Linked DNA regions of Mus musculus: region 1 is linked to region 2. A link is a contact called in public promoter capture Hi-C data. All regions are on one chromosome and are shown on one strand. Each heading gives the region's core, a stretch centred on a gene start, on an enhancer-like site or on the middle of the called end of the contact. The rest is flanking DNA. Distances are from core to core; before and after follow the strand shown. Region 1 overlaps Gm40805 (a long non-coding RNA gene). Region 2 holds the start of Rdh7 (retinol dehydrogenase 7).

Evidence for each region. Promoter capture Hi-C pulls out the DNA fragments that hold promoters and counts their contacts.
Region 1: a promoter capture Hi-C map of liver shows a contact between it and region 2, with 2.1 times the contacts expected there. The contact joins the enhancer-like site here to the promoter of Rdh7 in region 2. A contact is called at or near these places in 9 of 39 promoter capture datasets (embryonic stem cells, hippocampal neurons, liver and 3 more), 3 of 15 datasets of contacts at CTCF or cohesin (the G1E-ER4 cell line and embryonic stem cells), 73 of 484 Hi-C or Micro-C datasets (8-cell embryo, the AML12 cell line, the C2C12 cell line and 29 more), 20 of 115 datasets of contacts at active chromatin or transcription factors (bone marrow-derived dendritic cells, embryonic stem cells, extraembryonic endoderm stem cells and 8 more) and 3 of 9 other capture datasets (adipose tissue, embryonic stem cells and pancreatic islet).

Annotation. Positions count from the first base shown.
Region 1 is chr10:127,948,429-127,951,882 of GRCm38.p6, reverse strand. All of the region lies in intron 1 of Gm40805 (a long non-coding RNA gene), which reads left to right. It also overlaps the pseudogene Gm15900. Among named protein-coding and RNA genes, the nearest start is that of Gm40805, 2.4 kb to the left of the region's middle. Within about 2 kb of position 2,027, at least 4 of the 459 cell types and tissues checked have an H3K27ac peak or open chromatin away from gene starts, as enhancers often do. A contact at or near this core is called in hepatocytes and liver, where this site is marked.
Region 2 is chr10:127,887,095-127,890,346 of GRCm38.p6, reverse strand. It overlaps Rdh7 (retinol dehydrogenase 7), which reads left to right and starts at 1,614. Exons shown (of 4, transcript NM_001150749.1): 1 at 1,614-2,046; 2 at 2,676-2,931. The coding sequence starts at 1,734.

The DNA.
Region 1 (3,454 bases), core at 778-3,277, 61 kb before region 2:
ACAAGAGGGATCTGTTTCAGCAAGAACTCTCAAAAGAGGTCCTCTGACCTCTATTCACACACCTGGCCATGCATACCCTTCACACACACACACACAAACTTAAAAAAATAATAATTTCATGTGTATATGTACCTTCCCAAAGGAAAAAGAACACACACTTCAATGTTTACCCTCCGTTCTAGGAAAGGCCATAGTGACTAAAGAGAACCCTCTTCTCCTGGATCCAGCTTTGTTTGTGACTGACAAAATCGAGTCCAAAGTGGCTTAGGCAAACAGGATTTGTTCAGATAACAAGTGGGTTCAGGTACAGGATAGGTAGGACTGAACAGGTACGCACGCATGTCACAGAACGCACGTGTAGATCAGCAGCCAGTGCTGTCTACCCACAGCCACAAAGCAAGCAGCACAGGCACAAAGCCACTGCAATTTCACAGGAGACGGAGACTCACGTTTGTCAAGGGTTTTTATACCACCCGGTGTCACTGAATTACCTATTACACAGTTCCGAGGTAGCAACTCAAACCCTCCTTCCCAGCTCTGGGCTCATTCCAGTGGAGCCAGGATAGGGAACCCAGAGAATGCAGGAGAAGGTGGAGACAGAGGTTCATCTCAGTGTACAACTTTAATTTCAAAGACAGAACATTTAAAGAAGAACATGTCCAAAGTGACAGAGGATGGACGTTAGGACAGTGTCCCCTCTTCCTGTGTCTCTACTCATTCTGTGTCAATATCATTCTCAATTTAGTCCCTGTCAGGTTGGCCAGTAGTGAGACCCCAGACATTGCGGCACAAAGCCCAGACTTGACTCCCATTGGTCAGGTTTGGCCACTGTTGTCCCAGGGAAATGCTAGGTTATGTGATTCCCCCAACACACACACAGGAGCCAATCTGATGCAACTCACAGCAGGGTCTTTATTCTATTTGAGCTAGCTTGCCCCCCGGGCCCCTCCCCCACAACGTACCACCATCACACAGTGGTGGGGGAGCCCTGAATGTCTATCGAGGCAGGGCTTTATAGAAAGTAGCAAGCAGGGAATGTGTGTGCAAGCATCTAATTGAAAAGCTCCTGTGGCTTTTAACATGATTGGTTGGTGCTGGGAGTCAGACAGTCTGCTCCCTCTGCACTGGTGGTCGTTAGGCAGGGGGTGGGCTTGGAACATGGGTGCAGGTTTGTTGGGGGGAATAACCTGGAGACACTGGTCTTGTTAAGGGAGTAACCTGGAAAGTCTGGTCTTGTTGGGGATTAGCTTAGAGACTGCAGCTAGGCTCAGGTTTTGTTGGGGGGCAACTTGGAAATTAATGCTAGGTACCAGCCTGTTAGTTTACCTGAGTTCAAACTTAGGTCAGGGTCTCTAAAACGGAGTCTGAATTTAAAAGCTTTGGCATCTTACCACCACCCAAGCCTAAACCAATCAGGAGTATGGTAGGACAGACATTAATATCTATTTTCTCTTGTTTTTCCACAATGAAAAGAATTCTTTGCATCGAATGTATCGTGCTTCAGATAAAGAAATAGATTTCCATTCACGCTTTATCTAAGTACAGCCTTTGCCTAAGCTCTGTTAAAGTTCTTGCTATCAAAACAACTTTTTTTTCCCTTGGCTTTTTTGAGACAGTTTTTTTTTTTGTTTTTGTTTTTGTTTTTTGTTTTTTGTTTTTTTTGGTTTTTGGTTTTGGTTTTGTTTTGTTTTGTTTTTCCCCTCTGTGTAGCCCTGGCTGTCCTGGAACTCACTCTGTAGACCAGGCTGGCCTAGAACTCAGAAATCCACCTGCCTTTGCCTCCCAAGTGCTGGTATTAAAGGTGTGTGCCACCACCACGACCGCTGGGCTTACAACAATTTTTAATCCATAGCTCTGAAAAGAAGGAATACTCGATCCCTTGTGGTCAGAGACATGATGATGGGCTGTATCAGAATGTGAGAGCGATTCAGTCTTATGACAAATGTCTGAGGGGCTGGGGCCCTGACAGCTCCCACACATTCCATTCTGAATGGTTTTGTCAAACTGCTTCTATAACAGGCTCCCAGACCCTTAGTAGGCTGCCAAACCTTAGCCCAAATGACACCATTACAGAGGTGTCATTCAGACTTTGGAACCTAGCATACTTGCCAAACTTGGCACATAACAAATATGGACTTTGCCAAAACAAAGACCTGATTTGCCAAAGTCCATATTTCTGGCAAAGCCCCTAAGTGTGCTAACCTTGCTTTTTAGCTTCTGTAGTTCCTCTCTTGGTTATCTGTTCTTGCTAACTGAGGTGTGTCAACCCAGGATGCAGGGTGGGCTTAAAAGTTCATCCTGAGAAAGGCACAGGACCACTCTCAGGTCCCAACCACCCAGTGTAGTCACCAGCCGGGTAATTAAGACTTCCTATTGGTTTGAACCTGTGTCTGATGGTCTTCTCTGGGGGATATTCCACAACATTGTCAGACATCTATGGTCATAATCAAAATGCACACATGTACTGAAAATGTCTGTTCAGCCTCTTCTCTACTCAACTGCCAAGAGTTATAGCAGGCATCGATCCTATGTGTTGGTGTGAAAAATCAAGCCACTCCCTTTTGGAAATTTGGAATTTTATGATATTAAGAGGTATGGGTTCCAAGTCTTACTAATTTTTTAAAAATTTTATTTCTAAAGTAGCCAGCTAATTTTTTCCTCTCAAAGGCAAGGACTCCTTGTGTGTAGGCCAGGCTGGTCCAGATATCACAGTCCTGACTCCACCTCCGAGGGCTAGGCTTACAGTCGGCATCACCATTGCCGCTATTTCATCATGGTTTTGTCTCCTTTTATTTTTCAGTGATGTTAGAGGTTAAGCTTAGAGTTACACTTATGTTGAACAAATGCTTTGCCAGGGTCACATCGCCAGCCTGTTTATTTTGATGTTCTTTTTTTTTTTTCATTTTAGAATTGATATTTATTTCACACCCCATGAACCCCACCCTTAAGGTATGCAATTCATGGTTTCAGCAAATCTGAAAGGGGGTGCAACTGCCACCACTGTCTATACCACCTAGCTCCAGAACATTCTATCTGCTCTTAAAGGGTTGCTGTAGCTGTGGGTTCTCCGGACTTTTCCTCAGAGCACAAGAACCCCATCAACAACCCTCAGCAAATCAAGGGGAGGCAGTGAAAGACATTTCCTTTTTTTTTAATGTTTGAAACAATGTCTCGCTCTCTCCCTCTCTCCCTCTCTCCCTCTCTCCCTCTCTCCCTCTCTCCCTTTGCCTACTTGCCTCATGGGACAGAGCAACTGTTAGATCCTTGGACTTCCATTCATAGCTGTTGCTGACCATTGTTGGGAGTTGGACTGCAGACTGTGGCGACAGACAAGGTGGCAAAAAAGCTGAGTTCTACTCTCTCATGGGTGAAGAACACAGTATCGCACACAGTCAGTCAGATGGCCAGTCAGGTGGCAAGTCCATCTGCCTCACTACACACTACATCCTCATCT
Region 2 (3,252 bases), core at 365-2,864:
TCGGAGAGCGTGGAGAGAGAGAGAGACGTCATGCTGAAGATAGGAGAGAGGAGCAGAGCTGCCACGTAATGGGTGCAGAGGACACGTCCCAGAAGGCTGCTCAACTGGGTCTAGAGCAGCCAAGATGGAACATTAGGAAGTAGTAACTTGAAATTATCAGCGGGAAGTAGATTCTAGCAGCATGGAGGTTAGGTAGATGCCCAGTTATTGTGCTGCATACGGCATATTAAAATATAAAGTCTGTGTGTGTCTTTCATTCGGGAACATAAACCATTGAGGTGGGAAGCAACCCCACACCAGGACTTATTAAATAAAAACTATTACTACAACCCACCCTTTTTCTTCCATTAATTAATTAGTAATTAACTTTACATCTCAATTGCTGCCCCACTTCTAGTCTACCCCTCACACAGTCCCTCTCCCCATCCTCCCATCCCTTCCTCCTCTGAGAGGGTGGAGGCCCACCTTGGGTATCTCCCCACCTTGGCACATAAAGGCCCTTCAGGACTTGAGAGCAACAAGACTACTTTGATTCATGCAAACTGAGTTAGAAAGTGGTGACCATCATATGTGCAGAGGGCCTATGTCTAGCCTGCAGATGCTTTTTGGATGGTGTTTCAGTCTCTGAGAGCCCCCCAAGGGTCCAGGTTAATTGACTCTGCTGGTTGTCCTGTGGAGTTCTTAACCCCTCTGAGGCCGTTGATCCTTCTCCCAGCTCTTCCATAAGAGTCCCCAAGTTTGGGCTGGAGAGATGGCTCAGAGGTTAAGAGCACTGTCTGCTCTTCCAAAGGTCCTGAGTTCAATTTCCAGCAACCACATGGTAGCTCACAACCATCTGTAGTGAGATTTGATGCCCTCTTCTGGTATGTCTGGAGGCAGTGTACACATATACATAAAATAAATAAATCTTAGAAAAAAAAGTCCCCAAGCTTTGCATCTGTTTCAGTCAGCTTCAGCCTACTTTTTACATGGCCCAGCATCCCCTGCCCAGGGGTGACCTGGGAATGTTGCTCCCACATAGAGGATTGGACCTTCCTCTGTCTATTAGCAACCAAGAAAATGGCCCCATGGATGACATGTCTATGGGTAATCCAGTGGAAGCATTTTCTCAGGTGAGGTTCTTCCCATTTGATCATCACTTGTGTGGGTTGACAAGAACAAACAAGAGTCACAACTAACAAGAAAGGCCTGTTTAGGGTAAAGTCATTTCCTCTCCACATCAACTCTGGGGGTCACAGTGTGTCTGGGACCCCAGTTTGTGTTTCATGTTTGGGGCCGGCCCTTCCCTCTTCCTGGGCAGCTACTATATTAGGAAGGTACCAGCTCTCCATGTCCTCTCCTGTAATGTGTCCTCAGTCCAAGTGCAGGTTGGCAATAGCTTCAAACTATGCTCACAATGTCCTGGTTTGTAGTTCCAGAGTGCAAGATGCAGAGACACAAGATGAGCCTTGGACTGGACCATGGGGCCTATGTAATGAACCAAATATGTATTCCCCCCTGAGTCCAGGGTCAAAGAGCTTAAGAGAATAGATCTGTGTTATTGAACAGACAGAGGTGTTTTCTTTGGCAGCAAGACAGGGAGAGCCAAAGGGCATTGAGATATCAGAAAACCCATACTGGTCAGAGGAACATGATAGAAACCTGACATTCTCAGTGCCTATACCTTCCTGTGTAAGCAGAGGCCAGGCTCATTTTGACACAGAATATCTCTCTCTGCTTGACTTCTACAAACCATGTGGCTCTACCTGGTTGCACTGGTGGGCCTGTGGACGCTCCTGCGCTTCTTCAGGGAGAGGCAGGTGGTGAGCCATCTCCAAGACAAGTATGTCTTCATCACGGGCTGTGACTCTGGCTTTGGGAACCTTCTGGCCAGACAGCTGGACAGGAGAGGCATGAGGGTGCTAGCTGCATGTCTGACGGAGAAGGGAGCTGAGCAGCTGAGGAACAAGACATCTGACAGGCTGGAGACAGTGATCCTGGATGTCACCAAGACAGAGAGTATTGTGGCAGCCACTCAGTGGGTGAAGGAGCGTGTTGGGAACAGAGGTACCACTGAGATTCCTGTCTGTGTTGCTGGTTTGTCTCCCTGTTTGAAGGGGGCCTCCCCTTTATACTCCCTGGCCAGATCCCTAATGGGGCTTGGGGGCCCTGAAGTAACCCAGCACATCACCTGAGTACTCTCTCTCTTCCCTCTCCAGCCCCTACCTTCTGTCTCCCAACTTTCTTCAAAGTACAAAAGCAGCACGGCTTTCCAAAATCATCTCCAACCAGGACCTTTTGTTCATGTGTCTCAAATGCCATTAGAATATTAGCTTTGCCTTTCGCCTTTTATCCCCCTCCCCTTGTTTTCCTTTGTCTTTTCCTCTGCTTCCTCATCTGCAAAGGTATTGTTAATCTGTAAGATGTCTTGGACCTTCGTTCTTGTTATTAGCAGACATGAGGTGGGTGGTTCTCGAGCAGTGAGCTGACCTGCCAAGGATCAAAAGAAGCGGAAGGTATCTGTGCTGTGAGCCATTTCTTCCGGGATGGGATGCACCAACCCTGCTGACAATATGCTGTTTTTTATCCCCCACTCTCCATCCAATGCCTGTCTGAATGGTCTCAGTTTACCCGGTGGAATGTGGATTTTAGTGAAAACTAGACCTGTGATTCTTTCTTCTTTCCGCTTTTTCCAGGACTCTGGGGCCTGGTCAACAATGCTGGCATCTGTGTCTTTGCTATCAATGAGTGGCTGAAAAAAGAGGACTTTGCAAATATACTGGATGTGAACCTGTTGGGCATGATCGAGGTGACTCTGAGCATGCTGCCCTTAGTGAGGAAGGCGAGGGGCCGTGTGGTCAACATCTCCAGCTCCATGGGTCGAGTGTCTTTGTGTGGTGGTGGTTACTGCATCTCCAAGTATGGTGTAGAGGCCTTCTCAGACTCCCTCAGGTATTAGATGGTTTTGAGGTCCCGTGGGGACCCTTCAGCGAAGTGTTTTATTATAATTGCAACCTTTGAGAACCCCTCATGAACAGTCTTTTCTTTTTGGTTTGGAAGGCTCTCTTTACCTTCTCCTTTCTGGAGTAAGGTGGTCACTCACTGGAAAACCACGCTCTGTGCCTGTCAGGTAGCTGAGGCCTAAGTTCACTTAGACTTGTCCTGCTCTGGAGGCCTGCCCCTTGGAAGCACCTAAGGCATCCACTGTACTTGGCCAAGAGCCATAGTTCCTCACGGTCTTTGATGCTCAGGTTGGGGATGCCCTGGGGGTGT